2 separate regions of the Triticum aestivum genome follow, and region 1 is linked to region 2. Evidence: chromatin contacts called from public Hi-C data. All regions are on one chromosome and are shown on one strand. Each heading gives the region's core, a stretch centred on a gene start, on an enhancer-like site or on the middle of the called end of the contact. The rest is flanking DNA. Distances are from core to core; before and after follow the strand shown.

Evidence for each region. A called contact is a pair of places that touch in the nucleus more often than the background predicts.
Region 1: a contact with region 2 is called in a Hi-C map of leaf, with 5 times the contacts expected there. The contact joins the promoter of LOC123071111 here to the promoter of LOC123071099 in region 2. A contact is called at or near these places in 2 of 5 Hi-C or Micro-C datasets (both in leaf).

Annotation. Positions count from the first base shown.
Region 1 is chr3B:589,831,066-589,835,922 of IWGSC CS RefSeq v2.1, forward strand. It overlaps LOC123071111 (UDP-glycosyltransferase 87A2), which reads left to right and starts at 1,537. Exons shown (of 2, transcript XM_044494600.1): 1 at 1,537-2,214; 2 at 3,030-4,170. The coding sequence starts at 1,689. The coding sequence ends at 3,973. It overlaps LOC123071112 (cyclin-B1-1), which reads right to left. Exons shown (of 9, transcript XM_044494602.1): 9 at 4,652-4,857.
Region 2 is chr3B:589,144,203-589,149,311 of IWGSC CS RefSeq v2.1, forward strand. LOC123071099 (cytochrome P450 94B3-like) reads right to left here and starts at 2,039. Exons shown (of 1, transcript XM_044494576.1): 1 at 50-2,039. The coding sequence starts at 1,880. The coding sequence ends at 333.

The DNA.
Region 1 (4,857 bases), core at 287-2,786, 690 kb after region 2:
CTGCAACGGTAGTACCGCGTCGCGCGGGCTGAGAGAGGGGATAACAGTTGGATCTTTTCCCCCACTATATAAAGGGGGTCTTCTTCCCCAAGAAGACCACCTCTTCCCTCCCCAAGCTCCATTGTTGCTCAAACCTTCATTTTCGCCCGATCTCTCTCCCTAGCCAATCAAACTTGTTGATTTTCTAGGGTTTGGTTGAGAAGGCCTCGATCTACACTTCCACCAAGAGAAATTCGATTCCCCCCACTAATCTCTTGTGGATCTTGTTACTCCTTGGTGTTTGAGCATCCTAGACGGTTGAGGTCACCTCGGAGCCATATTCCATTATGGTGAAGCTTCGTGGTGCCGTTGGGAGCCTCCAATTATGTTGTGGGGATAGCCCCAACCTTATTTGTAAAGGTTCGGTTGCCGCCTTCAAGGGCACCAATAGTGGAATCACTGCATCTCGCATTTGTGTGAGTGCGTGAGAAGAATACGGTGATCCTAGTGGCTTCTTGGGGAGTATTGTGCCTCCACACCGCTCTAACGGAGACGTACTTCCTCTCAAAGGGAAGGAACTGCGGTAACACATCCTCGTCTCCACCGGCTCCACTCTTGGTTATCTCTTACCTTTACTTGTGCAAGCTTTTATTGTGTTGTATCCCTTGCTTGCTTGTGTGCTTGTTGTTGTTGCGTCATATAGGTTGCTCACCTAGTTGCACATCTAGACAATCTATTTTGATGCTAATTTTTATTTGGTCAAGAAAAGCTAAAAATTGTTAGTTGCCTATTCACCCCTCTCCCTCTAGTCAACCATATCGATCCTTTCAACCCTTATGAATGCAAAGCATGTGCACCCTACCTCTATGAGCATCTCTGGTAGACTGAGCCGACATATCATCTTGAGATTGATGAAGTCATCACAGACAACATCTTCTCCCACTAAACGAGCATCGTCCAAAAGCCTAAAATAATTTCAGAAAAATGCGAGCACCGATATCAAGGCTGGTAGTTGACTTGTCATAATCCACAATTTGACAGTTCACCATCATGATGCTAAACACTGCATAACTTGCCTAACGCGACTGGTGGCGTGTGCGACCCCTCGCGCGCACTCTTTACTTTGTTTTTGAAAGACCGCACTCTATAGTCCACACTGTTGACACGGCAATGCATTGAGCGTGACATTAAAATCTTCTGTCATTGTTTACGGGCCTCAGTTTGAAGGAAACCAAAATGCGGGAATTAGGAGTAATACGGAAATTTGATAGAATGGGACTTGTCATTCTAAGGAATTGTTTTGCCTCGTTCCTACGCACAAAATAAGATTAGAGTGGATGTGTAGATATCTTAAAAACATAGACAATGAATAGTATTACTACGAAATTTTTGTACGCGTTCACCAAATGCATCTATAAAAAATTTCCTACAACTTCCCTAAAAAAATCCTTCAAACCGAAATCAGTGTCTCGAAGATGTTCGTAGGTATAAGATGTACTGTACACGTGTGTGGGGTTACCCGCGGGCCGGCCGGCCAATAGAAAAGATGCTACACGTCGCCGCAGAATCCTCCGCGCGCACGTTGGCGGCTGACACGAGCACCAGAGTCACCGCACCTGCGCGCTCTGCTCACTCCAAACAAACATCGTCTGCGGCGTAGGCAGCGACAGCGCGACGAGAGCCACACACACTCGTCAGTCGTCACGGAGATGGCCGCCGCCGCCGCGGAGCCGTGCCGCTGCCACATTGTGGCGGTGCCGTTCCCCGGCCGGGGCCACGTCAACGCCATGATGAACCTGTCCCGCCTCCTGGCCGCGCGCGGCGCCGCGGTCACGTTCGTCGTCACCGAGGAGTGGCTCGGCCTGCTCCACTCCTCCTCCGCCCCGCCGCCGCCCGGCGTCCGCCTGCACGCCATCCCCAACGTCATCCCCTCCGAGCACGGCCGCGCCGCCGACCACGCGGGCTTCCTCGACGCCGTCGCCACCGAAATGGAGGCGCCCTTCGAGCTCCTGCTCGACCGCCTCCGTGAGGAGGAAGGGGGGGAGGTCCCGCCCGTCGCGGCGCTCGTGGCGGACACCTACGTGTCCTGGGTCGTGGGCGTCGGCAACCGGAGGGGCGTCCCGGTCTGCTCGCTCTTCCCCATGCCCGCCTCCTTCTTCTCCGCCTACTACCACTTCGAGTCCCTCCCGCCGCGCCTCGTCGACGAGCACGCCCCGGCCGCCGGCGCCACCACAGGTCAGGTTCCTCTTCCAAGCATTTTCTGATAGGCTGATAAAGCTCCCGATTACTGGACCATTAACGTTACTGATTGGGGAACCAACAACATTTCATTCAATTTGTTGGCTGTTGCATCTATCAGGTGTTGGATCTGAATGTACTACCATCTGATTTATAGTTCAGTGAGTACATGTGATTAATTAGTCATTTTCATGTTTGGCAATGTTTATGGACCATGCTCCGCGTCAGTCGGCCCTTTGCACATGCAGCTGCCGGCCCGCATCGTATCACTTGAAATACGTCGGGATGTGCACATAAATAATTAATGGAGCAGTCAAGCAATGGCACTTGAATCAGTGAAATGTTACTGTATATTTTTGGCAGAGTTATCAAGGACCCTAGTTCATGAACAGAACATGTGGTGTTTGTTTCTCTAGGCCTAGGACTTTTTCTAGTCCCTGGGGCTTTTTGAAAAAGACTCTCAAGGGGTGCTTCTAAGGACTTTTAGCAAAAAGTCCCAAAAAAGTCCCACCCTGTTTGGTTTGTTAGGGACTTTTTCTAGTCCCTGCACCAAAAAGTCCTTGGAAACAAACACCCCCTAAGGGTCTGCATGCAGTTTTTTTATAGGCCGTCCAAATAGCTAGAACTGAGCCATAGATCAAGCTTGAGAAATTGGTATCGCATATGAGTATTGTTTTAACTGTACCACATGGTTCTCATTTCGGGTGATTTTATTTTTTTTATAGTCATTGTTATAGTGGATGTAGTTTGTTCATTTCAGTAATGGACATGGCAGCTTGCAGCATTGCTCAGTCATCCTTTCTTTTCTGCAGATAAATCTGATAAGAGACTTGAGCACTATATCTCAGGCTTTGCTTCAAGTTCAGTAACCTTGTCTGATCTGGAGCCCTTAATTCACAACAAGAAAACAGTAAACCATGTCCTAGCAGCTGTCTCTAGCATCAAGAACGCGCAATGCCTCCTATTCACCACCATGTACGAGCTTGAGGCTGGTGTCATCAACTCCCTAAGGTCAGCACTCCCATGTCCAGTTCTCCCAGTTGGGCCCTGCATTCCCTACATGACACTAGAAGACCAGCATTCCAAGTCCAATGGAGAAGTTACCACCAGTCCAGGAGACTGCTTCACCTGGCTGGACTCTCAACCCGTGAACTCGGTGCTATATGTCTCCCTCGGCAGCTTCCTCTCTGTGTCAGCCTCCCAGCTTGATGAGATAGCATTAGGCCTTGCATCGAGCGGTGTCAGATTCTTATGGATTCTTCGTGAAAAGTCTTCCCGGGTGCGAGAACTTGTCGGCGACACCGACAGGGGCATGATAATGGCATGGTGCGATCAGCTGAAGGTTCTGTGCCATCCTTCTGTTGGGGGCTTCTTGACACATTGTGGGATGAACTCGACACTTGAAGCTGTCTTTGCTGGTGTGCCCATGCTTGCTCTGCCACTGTTCTTTGATCAACCGATTGATGGCCGTCTAATTGTTGAAGACTGGAAGGTTGGACTGGCCCTGCGCGAATGGGCCGATAAGGATGGCCTGATTGGGAGTCAGGACATTGCAAGGGCTGTTAAGAGGCTCATGGCCTGCGATGAGGACAATACCAAGGCGATAAGGAGGCGTGCCCTTGAGTGGAAAGAGGTCTGTGGCAGAGCTGTCGAAAAGGGTGGATCTTCCTATGATAATCTCAGTTCATTGATGCAGATGGTATGCGCGTCGCGATGTACTGAACTTGATCAGCAATGTTCCAAAACTGATGCTTGAAATGCATCATCTCAACCATTGATTTCATTGCTCTATTCAACCATCTTGAACACAATCAGCCATTTGGTTTCACTTTAGCTTGTGGGGGATAATCTCAATTCATTGTCCTGAAAACTCAATCAGCCATTTGGTTTCATTGCACCTTTAGCTTGTAATCTCAATTCATTGTCCTGAACTCAATCAGCCATTTGATTTCATTGCACTGCAAAGTGGCTACTGTGAAGTTTTTATGATAAGAAAATTTTAATGCGCAAACCACCTCTAAGACATGAATCAACAGTCTTTTATGAGCAGTGTTTATGAGCAGGCTCCAAATTATGAAGGTGCAAATATGGTTCAAGAATCAACAGTCATGTAAGCTGGTTAAATAAGGAGGAAGTTCAGAAGGACTAAAAAAGAAATTGATTGCACATTGTAAAGTGCCTGTGAGAAGAAAAAGTTAATGTGCAGATTTTGTAAATTGCAGTGCCGAAAAAGGCCAGTTCAAATTATGAAGTGCAAATTGTAAATTGCAAACAACAACTGTGGTTCAGATTTTGAAATTATGATGTCATATTTTGAATAACAGTTACACCATATTTTTAGGAGGAATTTCTGGTTCAGATTTTGAACAACAGTTAAAATATCTCACACAACATATTTTTAGGAGGAAATTCAGAATGACAGAGACACCAAAGATTATTCAAATAATTGAATAACTGTCGTAGATAGCATTCAGAAGACATATATATACACCAAGACCAAGGTGTATTTTTATCACACAAATCCTTGTCAACAAGTCAGATAATATGCCTGACTTGCGACCAAACAACAAACTCTTAGCAAACCCTCCTTGCACTCTTCTAAAAGCAAGAAACGAATAGCAATCAACACGGCGAAATGTC
Region 2 (5,109 bases), core at 789-3,288:
ATCATCTTGAGCACTGCATTCTATAACTTTGTAGGACCCCAATGCTATATATCACCCAAGTATTTTTTTTGCAGTAGGAGAAATCGATGCATACCTATAGCCTAACAGTTTTGGGAGCACCTCTTTGGTTGAACACTTCAGGCAGTCACTGGAATACATTTATCTCCTATGCTATCATGTACACCAGTACCTCCTTGCTCTTGGTTTAGTCATCTAGTGAATATGTTGACTGCCTGAATACATGGTGGCTCAAGACTGGCTAGAACCTGAATATGTAGGACTAAAACCAGTAGGCGTGAGAGAGGAGCAGCCTGTAGGCAAAGGGAACATGCCTAGCTGTTCGGTGGCCCCCTCTTCTTCACTTGCATGGGCAAGCCGCCCTCCATCCGTAAGGTCACGGAGAACACAGGCCCTGGCCGACTCTCGCCTCCGACGAACTGGAAGCTGAACCTCTCCAACACGCAGGCGGCGATGGACTTCATTTGTATGTAGGCCATCTCCTTGCCAAGGCACATCCTTGGCCCGGCATGGAAGACTGGGTACTTAAACGAGCTCTCCTGCCGGAACGCACCCTCCTTGTCGAGCCACCGCTCTGGCCGGTACTCTGCACAGTCGTCGCCCCATATCTCCTCTAACCGCGCCATGGCATACGCGCTGTAGGAGACCTGCCAACCTTTGCCTACAAATGTGCCGTCGGGCAGGATGTCGTCGTGCTGGCAGCAGCGCGAGTCCATGGCCACGGGCGGGTATAGCCGCATGGACTCTGTGACCGCTGCGTGCAGGTAGTGCATCTCACGCAGCTCGTCGAGGCTGAAGGCTGCATCCGCACTCCCGCTGGACACTCGCACCCCGCATATCTCGCGCACGATCTTCTCCTCCACCTCGCGCCGGCGGGACACGAGCCAGAAGAACCAAGTGAGCGCCGACGAGGTCGTGTCCCGCCCGGCTATGATGAAGCTGGTGACCACATCACGAAGGCTCTCGTCGCTGTGCTCGCAGCTGGAGACGAAGCGCGAGAGGAAGTCGTCCTTGCGCGCCAGCCCGGCAGCCCCCCTCTCGCTGCGATCACGGACAATCCTGTCGACATAGCCGTGGATCGTGGCGAGCGCCTTGCTCATCCGCCTCTCTGGCCCCATGTTGAGTAGCTTCTTGACCCGCCATGCCCACTTGACCGGCGACATGAACCGGGCCATGACCATGATCTGCGCGTCGTTCAAGGCATGCATGAACTCCGCACGCCCATTCACCCCCAGGCCGTCGTCGGTGAGGCACGCCGGGTCCTCGTCGAAGGCGACGCAGCAGATGTTGTCGAACGCGAAGCGCTCGAGAACGTCCTGCATGTCCAGCGTCAGGCCTTGTAGCTCCGCCCGGGAGAGCAGAGGCAGCAGCCGCTCGACGACCTCGAACCGGACGGTGCTGACCACGAAGTTTCTCAGCGAGCGCTTGCTGAACTCGTAGCTGGCGGCCTTGCGCTGCGAGAGCCACTGGTCGCCGTCGGAGTTGAAGATGCCGTGGCCGAGGAAATCCGCCATGGCGGACACCACGAACTCGCCCTTGGGGTAGTTCTGGAAGTTGGTCTTCACGATGTATTCCACATTGGCCGGGTTTGCTGTGATGGCACCGGCCATGAGGCCGAGGCTCTTGAAGTCGAAGACCATGGTGTGCGTGGGGCAACGAGCGATGACGCCAGCCGACCACTCGACGAGGCAGTCCTGGTTCTTGACGAAGTGTGGGAGCGTGCCGATGATGGGGTAGGCCTTGAGGCCGTCGGCGTGAGGTTGCTTCCTGGTGTTCCGACGTAGGCAGAGGACATATAGTAGAGGTAGGAGCAGGAGCAGGAGCATGGGTTGGGCCGAGGTCAACGAAAGCTCCATGGCCATCGAGATCTCAGGCTTGCCAAGTCCAAAAAAACTGTAGGAGTGAGTGGGGTGCTTGGAGGTTGGAAGTGTGAGCTGGGTGACTTTGAGTCTTTGGCTTCAGTAAGTCAAGGGCACTTGTAGATGAATACTGATTGGGCTTGTGCGAATGCGAAACCAACCAATCCTCAGAATACTGACGTCGGCGCTCAGGTGATCCCTGCTTCCTGGCAACTACGTATAAGCAAGTGAACCATCAACTAAAACATGACCAGTTTAACCAGACAAATCACTTGGACACAAACTGAACCATGAACAAATACTAGTCAATTTTGATGTCCACATCTTCGCAAAAACAAACTTACAATCCAGTGCTCTTGAATAGTTTAATGGTGCTTACATTTCCAAAAAAGAAAAGAAAAAAAAACTGTCCCAGTCAGTTGATCTGCTACCTGATTCGTTCAACTGCAACCGAACCATAAACAAACACTGTAAACTGTGATACTCACAAGTGATTCGTTCTTTTTCTTCTGTCTCCAGCATCCACACGAGAAACTCATGAGTCGTGACAAGTTAGCTAGTTTGGATGTACGTACGGTGCACTGCAACCAAGCAGTCACGCGATAACGATGAAGAACTGAGCAATCTGGTGTTAATTTTCCTTTTTTTCCTTGTTCTGCTGCTGAGTGCCCTTCTGAACCCACGTCGATTTCACGCGCAGCGTGGCATTTCCTGCATAGATCACCTGTCATCTTCTCTCAGTGGCTAGCTTATTTCTCTATAATTTTTCTCAACAACAACAAAAATACTACTCCCTTCGATCCATGTTAATTGTCACGGAAGTCGTACTAAGAGGGTGTTTGTTTTCAGGAACTTATTGATTTAAAGGAGAGTCTTATAGAGACTTATAGTTGTAATATGGTCTTATAAGGACTTATAAGTCCGAGGAACCAAACAGGTAGGGACTTTTTAGGGACTTAGAGGGTGTTTGTTTACAAGGACTTATTGGTTTAAGGACTTAAAAAAAAATCCCTATAAGTCTCATCTAAACCAAACAGGAGGGACTTATAGGGACTTAAAGTGGGCATTTGGGACTTATGAAATAAGACTTTCAAGGAGGGACTTATAGGAACTTATAGTTATAATATGGTCTTCTAGTCCATGTTAAGTCCCAGGAACCAAACATGTAGGGACTTTTTAGGAACTTGGGACTTATAAGTTGGGACTAAAAAAAGTCCTAAGACTTATGAACCAAACAGATCCTTAGGACTTATAAGTTGGGACTAAAAAAAGTCCTAAGACTTATGAACCAAACAGGGCCTAAGTCAGCGACAACAATTACTGAAAGAAAGAGACTGATGAGAAGTGCTGCCCTCTTCGACCCCTCCCAGTCGGTGTAGCGTATCAATCTCGGTATGCCGTTGGGGCTTTGACACAAGACAATTGTACCAATTTCTTCTACTTTTCCGGTAAGTGATGTACTGATGTGTAGAAGTCGCACTGTACCATAACGTGTGGAATAAAGGAAAGATTATCACAAATAATGGAGTAGTAAGGAGAAGGTGACGGGAGAGGAAGGTTTATCCCCGAAACCTAGGGCTCTCTGGCGGCGCTAGGGTTCGACGTGGAAACCGATCGGCGGCCGCAGATCTCATCGGCGGGCCGCCTCCAGGACTCGGCAGGGGTGATGGCGACACCACCCGCGGCGGAGACAACGCAGGAGACCTCGGGATCGACCAAAACCAGTTCAGCGAGGGAGAAACTCGAGGAAGCTTTGGGGAAGCTAGACATATCCGAGGAAGAGGCGACTCCCCTCGTGATAGATGATCGCCTGGATGGTGCTCCGGCGAAGTGGTTGCTGGCGGGTAAGGTCCTGTATCGAAACCAGTATCATATCCACACCATCGGCAATGCTTTGAGACCGGCTTGGGGAAACCCTAGAGGATTGCAGTTCCGCTCGACTGGAGCAAACATGCTTGTCGCTGAATTTGAGTCTCAGCGAGATCGTGACAGAGTTTGGGCAGGATCGCCTTGGCACATCAACAAGAACACGGTCATCTTGGCCGAGTTTGAAGAGTGCATGCGCCCAGATGAGGTCAAGTTCGATCGCTTGCATGTGTGGGCTAGGGTTCTTAACCTACCCTACAATCTGAGAGATGATGCATGGAGCCCCCCAATAGCACGTATGATTGATAAGGAGGTTTAGATTGCAAAGTTTGATCACAACGGAGAATTTCTCCGAGCTAAGGTTTCGGTGGATGGCAACAAACCGCTCAGGAGATGGGTGCTTATTGACTCGGCAAGGAGGAAGAAGGTGTATCCCTATGAAATTCAATATGAACAAATTCCATACTTCTGTTTTTCTTGTGGACGGCTGGGCCATTCGGATCTTTACTTCTGTAACACAGGCACTTGAGATGAGAAGGGAGAGCTTCCATTTGGGCCGACATTGCGAGCTCCTGATGATAACAGGTACCCAGCAGGCAGCGAAAATTCATCCAGGGGACAGAAATCTGACCAGAGCGGCAAGCAAGAGACAAGGAACTCCAGAAAAAAAACCAAGCAAGATGGGGGGGGGGAAGAGGTGGTCTCGCCTTTAAAAACCAGAGATAACACTCGTTACAAGAGAAAGGAGGGACCGGCCGCAGTATATAAACCAAAGCAGTTGCTTCTCACGGCAGCACAAAACCCTGAAGATCATGATCCGAGTACGAGCGCTGCGGGCGGAGAAGATGATGAGGACCTGGTTCGAGAACCAAAGAAGACGAGGCCTACACCTGACAACTCGGCAGAGACCGGTGATCGGTCCTCCCCAGCCCAATGAGTTGCCTGTCATGGAACTGCTGGGGGCTTGGGAACCCTGAGGCGGTTCGAGAGCTTCACAACATTGTGAAGCTAGAAGGACCCACTCTTCTCTTCGTCATGAAAACAAAAATTAAAGGGAAGAGAGTTGAGGACTGGCAAAGACATATAGGCTTCGGCGGGTGCTTTGCAGTGGATACTGTAGGCCTAAGTGGTGGCATTGGGCTTTTTTGGTCACATGATGTTATTGTCGAGCTTAAAAATTATAGTTCTGGACACATTGATGCTTTTGTTAAATACAAAGATCAAAACTCCTTTCAATGGAGGTTCACTGGTTTTTATGGAGCGCCCCGAGCAGAGGATAGACATCAAAGTTGGCATTTCCTACGTACTTTACATTCCATGCTGAATGTGGCCTGGATTTGTTTGGGTGATTTTAATGAAACTCTCT